Regions from separate parts of the Pan troglodytes genome. Here region 2 is linked to region 1. Evidence: chromatin contacts called from public HiChIP or PLAC-seq data. All regions are on one chromosome and are shown on one strand. The core of a region is the stretch at or near the end of the contact, and the rest is flanking DNA. Distances in the headings are between cores, read along the strand shown.

What was found. HiChIP or PLAC-seq counts read pairs in DNA pulled down with a chosen protein or histone mark.
Region 2: a contact with region 1 is called in an H3K4me3 HiChIP or PLAC-seq map of stem cell-derived excitatory neurons, with 4 times the contacts expected there. The contact joins the promoter of EMC2 here to the promoter of EIF3E in region 1. A contact is called at or near these places in 1 of 7 Hi-C or Micro-C datasets (stem cell-derived neural progenitor cells) and 1 of 1 datasets of contacts at active chromatin or transcription factors (stem cell-derived excitatory neurons).

Annotation. Positions count from the first base shown.
Region 1 is chr7:118,494,277-118,501,411 of NHGRI_mPanTro3-v2.0_pri, reverse strand. EIF3E (eukaryotic translation initiation factor 3 subunit E) reads left to right here and starts at 4,481. Exons shown (of 13, transcript XM_016959776.2): 1 at 4,481-4,670. The coding sequence starts at 4,497. It overlaps LOC107976410 (a long non-coding RNA gene), which reads right to left and starts at 4,459. Exons shown (of 3, transcript XR_001720364.4): 1 at 4,366-4,459.
Region 2 is chr7:118,693,196-118,700,535 of NHGRI_mPanTro3-v2.0_pri, reverse strand. EMC2 (ER membrane protein complex subunit 2) reads right to left here and starts at 3,808. Exons shown (of 10, transcript XM_024345256.2): 1 at 3,691-3,808. The coding sequence starts at 3,730. LOC112204196 (a long non-coding RNA gene) reads left to right here and starts at 3,917. Exons shown (of 4, transcript XR_002937741.3): 1 at 3,917-4,020. It overlaps LOC134810902 (a long non-coding RNA gene), which reads right to left and starts at 786. Exons shown (of 4, transcript XR_010159650.1): 1 at 717-786.

The sequences.
Region 1 (7,135 bases), core at 3,232-5,731:
ATGCCCCACAATTTAGCAGCTTATACTAACATGTATTCTCTGCTTCATGGGCATTCATCCTTGCTTTCCCAACAATACTGTAAATGGCATAATGGTAGAGATCATATAATACTTCCACATCATTGAAAACATACAAGGTGACATGCATTGTAAGCAATCGATAACTATATCAACTCATCCAGAATAGTATCTCCATTTGCTTACTAGACATGACCACTCAGATATTTAATAGAGATCTCATTTTGCCTGAAACAGAACTCCTTGTTTAAGTACCCATGCATATATATTCCTTTGCCATTCTACCCCATATACTGGTCACCAGAAGGGACTCAGTTTCTTAAGCCCAAAGTGCAGGAATAAACGTCTTAATTTTGAGATAGAAGATTCACATGCAGTTGTAAGATCAACTTGTAAGCACAGGGGAGATCCTATTTGCTCTCTACCCAATTCACCCTAATGGTAACATCTTGCAAAACTACAATACAGTCTAGCACATCCTCAAACTATTAAACAGAGATGTAACCCAGCAATTCCACTCCTATACATATACCTGAGCAAATTGAAAACACATGTCCACAAAAATACTTGTACACGAATGTTTATAGTAGCATTATTATTATTATTATTATTTTGAGACAGAGTCTCGCTCTGTCACCCAGGCTGGAGTGCAGTGGTGCGATCTCAGCTCACTGCAACCTCCACCTCCCGGGTTCAAGTGATTCTCCTGCCTCAGCCTCCCAAGTAGCTGGGATTATAGGCGCATGCCACTACGCCTGGCTAATTTTTGTATTTTTAGTAGAGATGGGGTTTTGCCATGTTGGCCAGGCTGGTCTTGAACTCCTGAATTCAAGTGATACCCCCACCTCAGCCTCCCAAAGTGCTGGGATTACTATAGTAACATTATCCTTAATAGCCAAAAGATGGAAACTATATAAATTTCCATTTACAGATGAATGCGTAAACAATAAGTGGTCTATAACTACAATGGAGTATTATATAAATACAATGGCCATAAAAAGGAATGAAGTACTAATACCTGCTACAACTTGGATGAATCTTGAAATCATCATGTAAAGTGAAAAAAGTGGGACACCAAAGGCCACATATTATACGATTCCATTCATATAAGCATCTTGAATAAGGAAACCTGTACCGATAGGAAGTGGTTGTTTAGGGCTGGAGTGAGGGGAATGGAAGGATAGGGGAGTTACCCTTAACTAAAGGGTACAAGGCTTCTTTTTGAAGTGATGAAAATGTTCTACAATTGACTGTGGTGATGACTGCACTTATCTGTGTATGTCTGTGGAACTGTATACTTTAAATGGGTGGACTGTTTGGTATATAAATTTTATCTCAATAAAGCTGTTGAAAACAAAACATAAATTACAGTACAATAGCACAACTAGGATAATGACATAGTTAAGATCCTGAGCATTCCATTACCACAAAAATCCCTGCTATTGCCTTTTATAGCCACCCTTACTTCCCTCCCACCCCCACATCCTCCTTAACCCTTGGCAGTTACTAATCTAGTTTCCATTTCCATAATTTTGTCATGTAAAAATATTATGTAAATAAAATAATTTAATATGTAACATTTGGGAACTAACTTTTTTTTTTTTGAAATGGAGTCTTACTCTGTTGCCCAGGCTGGAGTACAGTGGTGAGATCTCAGCTCACTGCAACCTCCACCTCCCTGGCTCAAGCAATTCCCCTGCCTCAGCCTCCTGAGTACCTGGGATTACAGGTGCACGCCAGCATGCCCTGTTAATTTTTTTGTATTTTTAGTAGAGACGGGGTTTCACCATGTTGGCCAGACTGGTCTCGATCTCCTGACCTCAGGCAATCCACCTGCCTTAGCCTCCCAAAGTGCTGGGATTACAGGCATGAGCCACCGCGCCCGGCTGGGAAGTAACTTTTATTCACTCAGCGTAATTCCCTGGAAATTCATTAAGGTTGTTGTGTGTATAGCTAGTCCCCTCCTTTTTAGCTGAGTAGTATTTCTAGAAATTATTTTGATTTTTACTCTTCCTTATCCATCATATCCAATCCAGGAGCAAGTCTTGTTGGTTCTACCACCAAAGTCCATCTTAGATCTTATCTCTTCTCTCTACTTGTATGAATATACTTGTCTATACCACCATTAGCCCTCGCCCAGTCTGAGAACATCAAACTGATCCTGCTGCCTTCATTCCTGCCCCTTCACAATTCATTTACCACACAATAGTTAGAATACATTTCAACTAAAAATCTTTACATCAGGCCAGGCGCGGTGGCTCACACCTGTAATCCTAGCACTTTGGGAGGTTGAAGCGAGAGGATCATGAGGTCAGGAGATCAAGACTATCCTGGCCAACATGGTGAAACCCCGTCTGTACTAAAAATACAAAAATTAGCTGGGCACGTGCCTGTAGTCCCAGCTACTCAGGAGTCTAAGGCAGAAGAATCGCGTGAACCCGGCAGGCGGAGGTTGCAGTGACCCGAGATCGCACCACTGCACTCCAGCCTGGCAACGGAGAGAGATTCCGTCTCAAAATAAATAAATAAATAAACTTTACATCACTCTCCAAAGGCCTACCTCCTTCTTTTACTCATATACACATTCAAAAATATTTATTGAGTGCCAACTATATACTGGGCATTGTTTAGACTTTCGAGAAGCAGTTATTATATTTAAAATAATGACAAAATCCCTGATCTTGTGGAATTAATACAATAGTCAGGGAAGACCAAAAGTAAATAAAATAAGTAAAATATTGTAAAACAAAAAAAATAAAGCAGGAAAGCAAGATGAGAAGTTCTTGTAGGCAGGTTAGTTACATTTTTAAATAGACTGGTCAGGGAAGGTCTCATTTAGCAGATGACATTTGAGCAAAATATGAAGGAGACAGGGAAAGAGCTATGCAGATAACTGGGAGAAGAACATTCCGGGTAGAGGGAATAGCAAATATAACAGGACAAGACGAAAGCAGGATGGGAGTAGCTGAGGAACTGAAGGGAAATCTGTGTGGTTGGAGTCAAGTGAGCAAGAGGGGAACATTTAGGAGATGAGGTCAGAGAGGTAATGATGGGTCCAGATGATCTACTGGCTTGTTAGGTCACTTATAATACCTACTACATCTTTTACTCTAAATGAGATAGCAAGCCTTGGAGACCTTTAAGCATAATTTGACTTTTAAAACTTCACTCTGGCTGCTTTATGAAGAATAAAGCACAGGAGGAAGAGGGGAAGCAAGGTGATTAGTGAAGAGGTGATTCCCAAAATCAAAGCAGGAGATAGTGGTGGTGTGCACTAGAGTTGAAACTTTGGAGGTGGTGTGAACTGATTGGGTCTGAATATGCCGTAAAGATTAGAGTTAAAAGGTTTTTTGGTAGATTTCATGCACAGTGTAAGAGAAAAAGTCAACGATGACTCTAAGGTTTTGAGTCTGGGGAACTGTACATATGGAGTGGCCATTCACTGAGGTGAAGAGTGCAGCTGGAGCAGGTTTGGTAAGCTACATGGGGAAACTTGGTTTGGGACAAGCTCATGTTGAAATGCTGGGTACATTTGAGTCTGGGACTAATAGTCAGTGTTGCGGCTATAATTTGGGAGTTGTCAATGTGCAGACTGCATGCAAAGGACGTTACCATTTAGGGCATTGGTCTAGATGGAGAAGAGGTCCAAGATCCCTGGGGCTCTTCAAAATGAAAAGGCCTAAAAGATGAGAAGTAACTAGCAAAGGACACTGCAGAGTACTTAGAAAAAAACCCCATATTCCTTACCATAATCATGACCTGACCCTTGTCAAACTCTTTAACCTTACTCCCCAGTAAACACAGGCCATTCAATTTTTGAAACGCACACACTAAGTCCCTTCCTGTCTCATGGTCATTGTTTTTGCTGTACGTTCCAACAATCATGTTTTTACCCTGGCTCTAGTTTTAATCACCTCCTTCTCTTACCACAACTCTCAGCTAACTTGTTACTCTATCAGACTTTTCTCTAATTTCCTTAATTCCTATCTAAGTTTTCTCTAATCATCCTAATTAAATAGGTCCAACCCAACCATCTCCACCAAATTATGGCTCTTACTATATCTGAAATTTGTTTCACTTATTTTCTGTCTAAAAACCCACCCTCACTTTAACAATCGCTTACAAAATGATTAGCGTATGCCAAATGAAAAAGCCTAGATATTCTTCCCTGTATGCAACTTCCTGGAGAGCAGGGGCCTCCTCATGTTGTCCTTTGCCGCATCCCAATGCAGTCACATTGCCTCAGCAATCAATTCTGAGCTTTCAATAGTTATTAACGGAATAGATTGCAAGCCACTGACTGGTAATCGAAGGCCAGCATTAGAAAGAGGATACCGACAAACTTACAAATAGAGGGATCTGTTTCCGTCACTCGCGCCCTAACGCAAAGGGTGGGACAACCCGCGCGCATGCGTCGTTGTCCTCTGCTCTCCAGGGTAAACCCCGCCCCTTTCTTTAGGCCAGTTTTACCACAGCACATGCGCAGTACAGGATCTGTCTGTTCGTTTGTCGGCGCTACCAATAAAGTTTTAGTGAGCACAGACTCCCTTTTCTTTGGCAAGATGGCGGAGTACGACTTGACTACTCGCATCGCGCACTTTTTGGATCGGCATCTAGTCTTTCCGCTTCTTGAGTTTCTCTCTGTAAAGGAGGTGAGGGGGTCTTTGGGCGCAAGGAAGGCGTGGGGGCGGATGAGGTGCTGAGCAAGGCCGAAAGGCGGTATCTGTAGTCCTAGGCCTGACACGTGCGAGGCGGTCGCGAGTTTGGTTCCTGGACGGACACTAAGGATCTTCTGGTAGTTTAGCGTCGTCTCAGTTAAGAAGCACCGCAGTATTCGGCAGTGAGGAGGAGGGAGGTTACGGAGAGAGAAAAGACGTCTCTTTCACTTACTGAGGTGTCAGTGCGGGAGGGACTTTCGCATCATTTCTTCTGGGAAGTTGGCGATTCGCTGGTTTCGCTAGAGAACGTTAGAGCTTCACAGGCTGGCTTGTAAAAGCAACCTGGAGTGCTGTTAGAGCTTTTGATTTTTCTTTTGGGAACTGTGGGAAGCCTGGGCTTGGCTGTGGGTTTTTGCATGTCGAGTCGTTTGGAGTGATTCTCTTACACTTAAAATAAGTATCTAGCGCTTTAATTTCCATGAAGTTGTGAGTTCTTTGCGTTTTCTTGTCTTGGTTAAGTAGGACTTTCTAGAACAGCATATTTCGTCAGATGGGGACGGCGCTCCCCCGCCCCTCCCCCCCCCCAGAAAAAATCCCTCCTATCTTTAAATGTGTTTTCCAGTGGATATATTGTACTGACTTCATGTGGTTTGAATTGGTCGTTAATATTCAATTATCTACTCAAGATATCATGAATAAATGTGTAATTCTGGAACTTCATTTTAAAGCATATGTCAGTCCTAAAAGTTTTATTGGACTTGAAAGTTTTGGCTAAAAGAAAATTGACATTAGTTATACCGTGAGTTTATTGGGAAATTGATGCATTTTAATAATGCAAAGTAATTTGCAATGATGAAGGAATTCGAATTTTGGCCAGAAAAATAAGTGAGTTCTGTTTCTGGAAGCAGACTACAATATAAGTCTACTTAGGGAACTCTAGATTTGGGGAGTGGATTTTGTGTAGCAAAAGACAAAAAGCAATAAAACAAAAACGTCCCAAAAACCAGCGTCCAGGTGTTGTGGCTCGTTAGACAGGTATAATCCTCATATTCATATGCACCTTTTCTAAACATAGACAACTCTAAAGTTGTTGACGTTAGGTAACGGCTAAGATCATTTTCAGTAAATGTCCAAGAATGTCTTGTCATGTAAAACTTTCTCTTGATATATTTTTGCTTTGATTCTTCTTTTTACACCTGTATTTTAGACCTTGAGTAAAACATTCGCATCTGCATTGTTTTCTTTTCTGGAAAAGTGAGGACAAAAGATCTAGTAAAAATGCTATATTTTGAAAGCCTTTACCAGCTGCTTGTAGAAGTACTTCTGAACTAGCTGAACTTTATATATTTTTGTGTTGTTTATAATTTCATTTTTTTTATGGCACACAGAAGGAAAGGAGGAATATGTAAATGTGAATTAGATTTTCATAGGGCTAGACGAAAACTATGAACTGCAGGCAGTTGAGAATCAGTGGGAAAAACTGCCCAATACCCACCTCTTTGGAGAAAATGTTGGTAAGATAGCTGTAATACACCAAGAGGAAGACAGATGCTGGAGTATTTAATTAGCAATTGCTAAGTACATTTGACTCTTGGACAGTACAGGGGTTAGGAACGCTGAGCTCTTGCAGTCAAAAATCCGTTATAAGTTTTGACTCCCCCAAAACTTAATAAATCCTAATGCTGACAGGAAGGCTTACTGAGAACATGGACAGTCCTGTGTTGTATGTGTTCTATACTGTATTATTACAATAAAGTAAGCTAGAGAAAATAAAATGGTCTTAAATTATAAGGAAGAGAAAATACATTTACTTTTTAGTAAGTGGAAGTACATCATCATAAAGGTCTTCATTGTCTTCATATTGAGTAGGCTGAGGAGGAGGAGGAAAAGGAGGGGTTGGTCTTGCTGTTTCAGGGGTAGCAGAGGTGGAAGAAGTAGAGGAAGTGGATGGGAAGTCAGGAAAGGCAGGCACACTTGGTGTAACTTTTATTGAAAAAAAAGTTGTGTATACGTGGACCTGTGTGGTTCAAACCCTCGTCGTCTGTATAGGGCCATATAACTGAGAAATCCAAGATAAAACCCAGACATCTCACCACTAAACAACTTACCTATCCTTTAGAGTTGAATGTTTTTGATATAAGGTAAAAATAAATGTCGAAGAGGTAGGTACTGGTAGAGTGCTATCAAAATTGAGATTTTGTTATCTTCAGTGAGCAAAGAGGACTTTGAGGAGGTGAGGCTTTGAGTCTTGAAGGCAAAATGGTTAGAATAGAGTCAGTGATCCTGCTATGTGAGGATACAGCAGCCCCCCCACACCCCCTTAGCAGTTTCAATTTCTGCAGTTCCAGTTACTCATGGTCCAAAAATATTAAATGGAAAATTCCAGAAATTAGCAATTCGTAAGTTTTAAATTGTTCGCCCTTCTGGGTAGTAGGATGAAATCTGTCTCGCTCTCTTGC
Region 2 (7,340 bases), core at 2,559-5,058, 200 kb before region 1:
ACACAGTGCTATCTACTTTTCTAGGGAAAATGCAGAAAAGAGTAAGTGGTGACAGCGGTGGTGTTGGACGCAGAAGGCAAAAGGAAGATGATGAGTTCAGTTTTGAGTTTCATTAATTGTGAAACATCCATTACATGTGCCCTGTAGAACACTGGAAATATGGATATTCAGTTTACGAGTGAAATTTGAGGGTATGTCCCTTGAAATCTGGTGCCTTGCCTGTCTTACTTAGCACTATACCCTCAGAACTAGAACAGTGCCTGGTGCAAAGTACTCAAATACATGTTAAATGTGTTATTTACTATATAGGCTAATTGATAGCTAAAGTTAGATGTGGATAAGATTGCCCACAGATGTCATTTAATCTATTTTAGGTATCTTCAAAGCTAATGAGAATTTTGAACCATCTTTTCCCAGAAATATGTATGTTTACACATGCACTAAATTTTGCACAATTTCATCAGACCACATGACACGCTTTTATCAATTTAAAGTCTACTGATCTTAAACTTAGAAACCACAAATAACAGATTAGGACGATGACTAAGAAACACTGAAACACCAAAAAATGAGCAAATGGATGTAGAGAACTCAACAAAGGAAAGGCCCAAAAAGAAATAAGAAAACAAGAAGAATGTTATTAAAGCAAAGAAAGACTTTTTCACAGAGGAGTGATCTACAACAGCAAAAGTAGTAGAAGTATACAAAATACATACGTTATTATTAGGTCTCCTAGAGATCTTAGTGGAGTGGTAGGGCATGGAAACCAAAGTGAGGTTTGAAGGACTGAATAAAAAGAGAGGAAGTAGGGGCAGTGAACATTAACAACTAAAATGCTCTCAAACATTTCTCACACTTTTTTTTTTCAACAAATACTCATTTAATACCTATTATATGCCTGGCATTGTTCTAGGCATCCTATCCATGTCCTGCCCAAATATCATATTCTCAGGAAACTTGAATATATTCTCCTTACAACTCTAAATTCTCCTTCCCACCTCCAAATATCTAATAACTTCCCTATGTAATAAGTATCAATCACTTTCAATTGGCTGAAGAAACAAACCAAATAGTCTATTAGCAGAGTCTAACACAGATGTGGAAGTGTTAAACTTACTACATAGGTCTTTTATAAACAAGTGATAAATTTTCCTATCACAAGAATTATAGCATTCCGAACTAACCAATTCACAACACTGTTCAGTAGAATTCCTAAGGACACACCTCTGACACACACGCCCCCAAAAAATCTGAACAAAACACTATCCCTGAGAATCTTCCCATCACCCTTCATCCTAAAAATTTGTTATCATAGGTCTCTGAAATAAAAATCTAGAATACTCTTTTCTTAAAAGTTCCTTAAGTTAGAATTTTAATTCTGGAAAGGTCTAAACCTTCATTTTACTAGTGAGCAAACTGTATCCTATTACTTAAGCGAGTTGCCTAACTTCATCTAAGATACTAAAACCTGTATCTAAGATACTAAAGAAATTATTTCAACGCTAGAAAAATGGCTTATAATCTTTTCTGACAATGTGTTAGTGTTTATTATTAATCCCATTAACAATTCATTTAGTCATCAAATAATTACTGAGCTCCGCCCCCATGTGTCAGGCTCTAGGGAAGTGACAGTGAAGAAACAGGCCTGGTCCCTTTCATCTTAGGAGAGACAAAATTTTAAAACAAAACACAATTGGGTAAGTGCTTCAATAGTATTAGAATAGAATACATAATCGAAGGATTGCAGGTGTGTTTTGTTGCTTCATTTTGTTGTTTGGGTTTTTTTTTTCAATTTTGGTGGGGGATGAGGAAAGGGAAGGGGGTAGTAGAGTGGTCAAGTAAGGCTTTTTTGTAGTAGGTGAGCTTTGTGGGGAATTGATAAATGATAAAGTTTAAGGGGGGCAAGAGTGAGGCCAGGAGGGAAGAACACTCCCAGTGGAAGGACTAGCATGTGCCAGCTTTAAGAAGCAGCATGGCAATTTAGGGTATTCAACAAAGGCCAGCATAGGCAGCTCACAAAGTGAGAGGGAGAAGGGCTCAAGATAAAGCTGGAGACATGGGCAACGGCCAGATCATACAGAGGAAGGACATAATCATATTAGCACTAGCTAATAGTAACACATCCTTTTATATAGTACTTAACAGTTTACAAAGCACTTTAAAATGTTTTCTTTGTTCCTACAAATTTGTGTAGTAGTTATTATTTATTATTCCAAATTAATTACATCAATCCTCTTTAGAATGACCACAGGGTAAGGTCCAAGTTACTCAGTTAAATCACCTTGTCTGTTGGTAGTATAAAGCTACTCGTCCCTCAGGATTTTATATATGCTACTATCATCTAGGAAACCTATAATGAACATACCTTCATAATAGCATTTTCTAAAAATTATGTAATTTTAAAACATTGTTTAAAAAGCATTAAAAATAACAGCCATTTATCTACAATTCAGCTTACGGAAGATACCGTGACACAAGCCTCTTAAAACTGTGTGTTTACAGGTTTGTTTTCTCCATTAGATTGTGACTTCCTTGGAAGTGGGGACTGTGTGTTGACAGAGCCAAGATTTTGCAGTAAGAAATCAACACTGTTGTTTAATATAATGGAATCCCTCAATTCAGGTATAAATACTGAGATTCACAATGTGCTAGAGGCCATAAAGTCAATAAATCATTTAATTCAGTTCAAGTACAAAGAAATTTTGCTTTATTTGTAACGGATTTACAACTTTATAATAACTGATATATTTATTCACGATAAAACAGAAAATACAACTTTCGGTCCACATGTTTTCAGGTCATTATTAAAACATCCCAAGAAGGCATTCGTTAAGCAAATTAGCTACTGAAGTCTCCTGTATTTTGTTAAATGCTGGGAATATGAATTCCAATTACACAAATTCCACGCCTTAATGAAACTCAAGTTTCTTAAGCACACAGAATTGATCCAAGGTTTGGTTGTTCCCAGATTTAAAGAACACATCCCACTCTAGATCAACTAAGGATAGGGAAAAGTGACCATCACACGTAAGCACTTACGTAGCCCAGAGTTAATCAGTTATTTTTCCCTTCAGAAAAGAAACTACTAGTAGGGAGTAAGAAAGAAGTTGTGTTGTGTGTGTAAATGTGTTTTGAGAAGGAGTGGGACAGAGACTAGACTAAAAGGAAAAGAAACTGGAAACCCGGGTGTAAGGAGAAAACTAAATGTAGAGTGGCTTATGAGAATCACATTTGTTCACGCATCTTTTACACAGCTTTTCTGCACAGAGCTGTAATCCTTACACACCACTTAGTAAAGGGCCTTACAGGCCCTGTGTTTCTTGGCTCCAAAGAAGCTTCAGTAACCACCTATTCCGCCTCTTCCGCACCGCCCAGCAACCAGTTAGCGTGCGACAACCCCAGCCCCAAGTCCCTCCCGCCCGCTTCATAAATAAAAGCGGCCCCGGGACGCTGGACTGGCGCGGAGGAGGGCAGGTCAACCGAGGAGCAGACACCGTGGGAAACGCCGCAGAGTACGCGTCCGGGCCAAGGAAAGGGTCAGCCTCAGCCTCCACCTCAGCTTGGCCCGTACAGTGAGGGCTCTGGTACCAAAAAGAGACCAGAGAACCCAGCTCCCCGAAAGCAGCGGGTACTCCCGAACGGCTTCCCAGCGCTTTTAGTCTTTCCGCACCCGCCCCCACCCGAAGTTACCTTCCCAAGTGACATCGTAAAGCTCTGAGACCTTCGCCATCTTCCCAGAACCTAGAGGCAGTGGGGTGAGAGGGCGGGGAGACGCAGTCACGTGACCCGCCACCGGGCGGTGAAGAGTTAACGTAGCTTTTTCTCATTGGCCAAGAGAGCAGAGGGGGCGGTATCCGCCACGCACGTGCACGCGGCTCTGCGGAGGGGCTTTCGGGGAAGGGGGCGGAGCGAGCTGGGCGGAGCGAGCTGGGCGGTGGACGGAGCTAGGTGGGCGGTGCGTGGCGCTCCCGGAATCTCAGGACACCCTGGCTGCCGGCGGGGCTGCGGTGCTGGCTCGGGGTGAGGTGTGTGTGTGTGTGTGTGTGTGTGTGTTTGTGTGTGTGTGTGTTTTGACGTGGATTTTTAACAAATGCTGGGTTTTTAGTGTCCGTCAATCCTGGCTTTTCAGTTTTTTCTACCTAGGCGTGTTCATTCTCTTCACACTCCCTTAAGTACCCTTATTCTCTTCATGGCCGGCCGCAGTGCAGCCTTCTGCACGAATCCCTTATTTGTCCCCAACTTTCCTCCTTCCCTAATGGGATTTGCTTTCCGTTCACTTTTTAATCGACTAAACGGATAAACTCCAAAGTTTTGAGGGACTAAGTGGGATTCTTCCTTTGCGCTCTGAAGTTCCCTTGAATGCCCTCGCGCTAGCTTATACCCTTCATTAACGCTCGTCGTGCCTGTCATTGCTTCATCCATGTCTGCATGCCACACTAGGTTTCAAACTGTCGCGAGTATGTAAGTACTTATAAGGAATGAATGTACGAATGAGACCTTCACGGTTCCTGAACTTCGCTCCTCATTACTCCTGGGTGGATGGGGGAGCCTCCTTTCCCACCAGACTAATTGCTTTTAGGAAACTTTGGACGTCATCTCCTAGACTTAAGGAGAAATGTCTGGACAGGAAGCAAAAAATTTGAGGATGATAAGCGTATATTTAGTATTTGAAGCAATGGGGACATGAGATTGTAGAGGAAATATGTAAGCTGAGGAAAAACTAAAAATCACTGCAATGCAGCCGAAAGTTATTGGTCAGTGAAGAAGGGGCAGTTGATTTGAGAAGTAGAAATAATCCTATCCCACAAGTCAAAAGAGTGGAGGGTTTTTTTTCTCAGCTTTATTGAGGTGTAATGGACAGAAATTGTGTATGTTTAAGGTATACAAAGTAATGATTAGATGTAAATATACACTGTGAAATGATTACCACAAGCAAGCTAATTAACACATCTATCACCGTACATATTTCCCGTGTGTGCGTGTGTGTGTTGAGAACACTTAAAAATCTCTCAGCAAACTTCAAAATATACAATACAGAATTATAACTGTAGTCACCGTGCTGTACATTCGATCTCCAGAACATATTCATCTTACAACCAAAAGTTTGTACTATTTGACCAACATCTCTCCATTCCTCACCTGTCGGCTCCAGTCAACCACAGAGGTTTTTTTGTTTGTTTGTTTAAAAAAAGGAAAAAAAACCATCAAGCCATATACCCCAGAGAAGTCACTTAACAACAGAGAAGACTAGTGAATGTATATACTTGGATTCAATTCTGAATGAGCTGGCATTCTTTCTAAACAGACTTTTTAAAAATCTTTCATTCAAAAAGTTAAAAAATACTCAGAAATTCACATATTTTAATGCTCCAGTAAAGCAACCTGGTGCAATAGGAAGAACAAGAACTCTCCCAGATCTGAATCCAGGCTCTACCTTTCAGTAGCTGGGTGACTTTCAGCTTATTTCTCTCTAAACATCAAAAAGGCTCATATATAAAAATCTAATAATATGTGTGTAAAAAGAAAATAGCTACCTTGTGTTGTTAATCAAGATGAAAACAGATGCTGCAGCTAAAGCCCCTGCGTGGCACTCTCATGGAGGTACCATCCTATGTCTAGAAATACTGTTTATATGCTGATCAATCCCAAACTGATAAACCTTCCCAAAACCTGGTCTGGTTGCTTGACGTACTCAGATAGCTAGCTGATACGCATCTCAAAGTTAACATATCCCACACAGAACTGCGGATTCCTGCTGTCACCTTCCGCATTCCCACCTTGTTTTTCCCTGTCATAGGTGAGGAAACCATTTACCTAATTGCACAAGTTAAAATAACAGGAAGTACCTTTGATTCCTTTTTTTGGCACCACCCCCCATATCTAGTCTATCAGCAAATTCTATATTGCACTTCCCAAAGTTCATCTACTTTTCATATCTATTGCTATTACCTTAATCTAAGCCACAACTATGTCTCTCCTGAATGATTGTGATAGTTTCCTAGCCACCTTTGTTTCATTCTTGCTGTGTAAAATCTGTTTTTTTATACAACAACCCTACTGGTCTTAAAAAAAAAAAAATCAGACTGCAGAAGTCCCTTGGCAATAGGCCTCAAATGGCTCCCAATGGCAATAAAAATGTACTTCAAACACTTTACCATGGTTTACGAGGCTTTACTCAACCAGGTGACATTTGTCTACCTCTCCTACCTCATCTCCTACTATTCTATCTCTCCTCACTAGCCACCAGCCATTCTCATCTACTTCCTATTCCTCAAACAGACCAAGATCCTATCTGCCTTGTATCTGGCATTTGCCCAGCTTTTTCCTTTTCCTAGAAACCATCTTCCTTTTGTCATTCATATCTCAGTTTTAAGTGTATCTACTCATAGACCTCTCTTGACCATCCAATAAAAAGTAGCCCTTAGGTAATGCCTATCCATCATAATGACACTTATCACTATTTGATTTTTTGTTTGTTTACTTGCTTACTTTCTGTATTTTACACCACTTTAAGCTGCTTCAGAGTACCAACTTTGTTATTTCAACCTTGGAACATCCAGCCTAGAAAAATACCTGGAGACAGTAAAATGTTTATTGAATGAATGAGTCAGATTAAAAATGACAGCTTATATTAATGATTATTAAGAATAACATTTCTTAATAGTACACATATGAACTCTAGTTAAGCATAGGATGTTTTCTTTTTATAGCCGATACTTTCCTAAAAATTATAAATTCAGTGAATTCAGGGACCGTACCAATTCATTTTTTTCTCTCTCAGTCCTTACTACAATATGTTGCATACAAGAGACACTTAATATTTTCATGAAATTATTGACACTTAACATTTCATTGGTTTGTTTGAGGGGTCTAAAACCTCTGGGAAAGCCCAAGGAGGTGTTTTTAAAGCCTTGCAATGGATTTTAAAGGTTACAGCTAATTGAGGGAATACATATTTTCTAATCACTTCAACTAAATATCCCATAGCTAGCTACTATTGTCTGTCAAGCAATAAGCCGTATGACACTGAGTTAAAAGTCATCATTTTCAGAATTTCTAAGCTGGAAAATAGAGTAATTTCGTTTTCGAGTTAGAATGGGCTGATGAATCTTGAGAACAATATTTTTCAAACTTCTTTTTCCTGCAACTCATACTAAAGGAATATGTTTTGCATTGTCACATAGTATGTGTACATGTATTTAAAACTGAGACAAAATTTAAAAACTAGCTTTGTCATGTGTCTTGTCCTCTACATTTTCTATTCAAATTCTGTCAGCTACATTTTATTTTCTAAAACTACTGTTATGACACAGAAATGAGGTCATGACTCATAGTTTAAA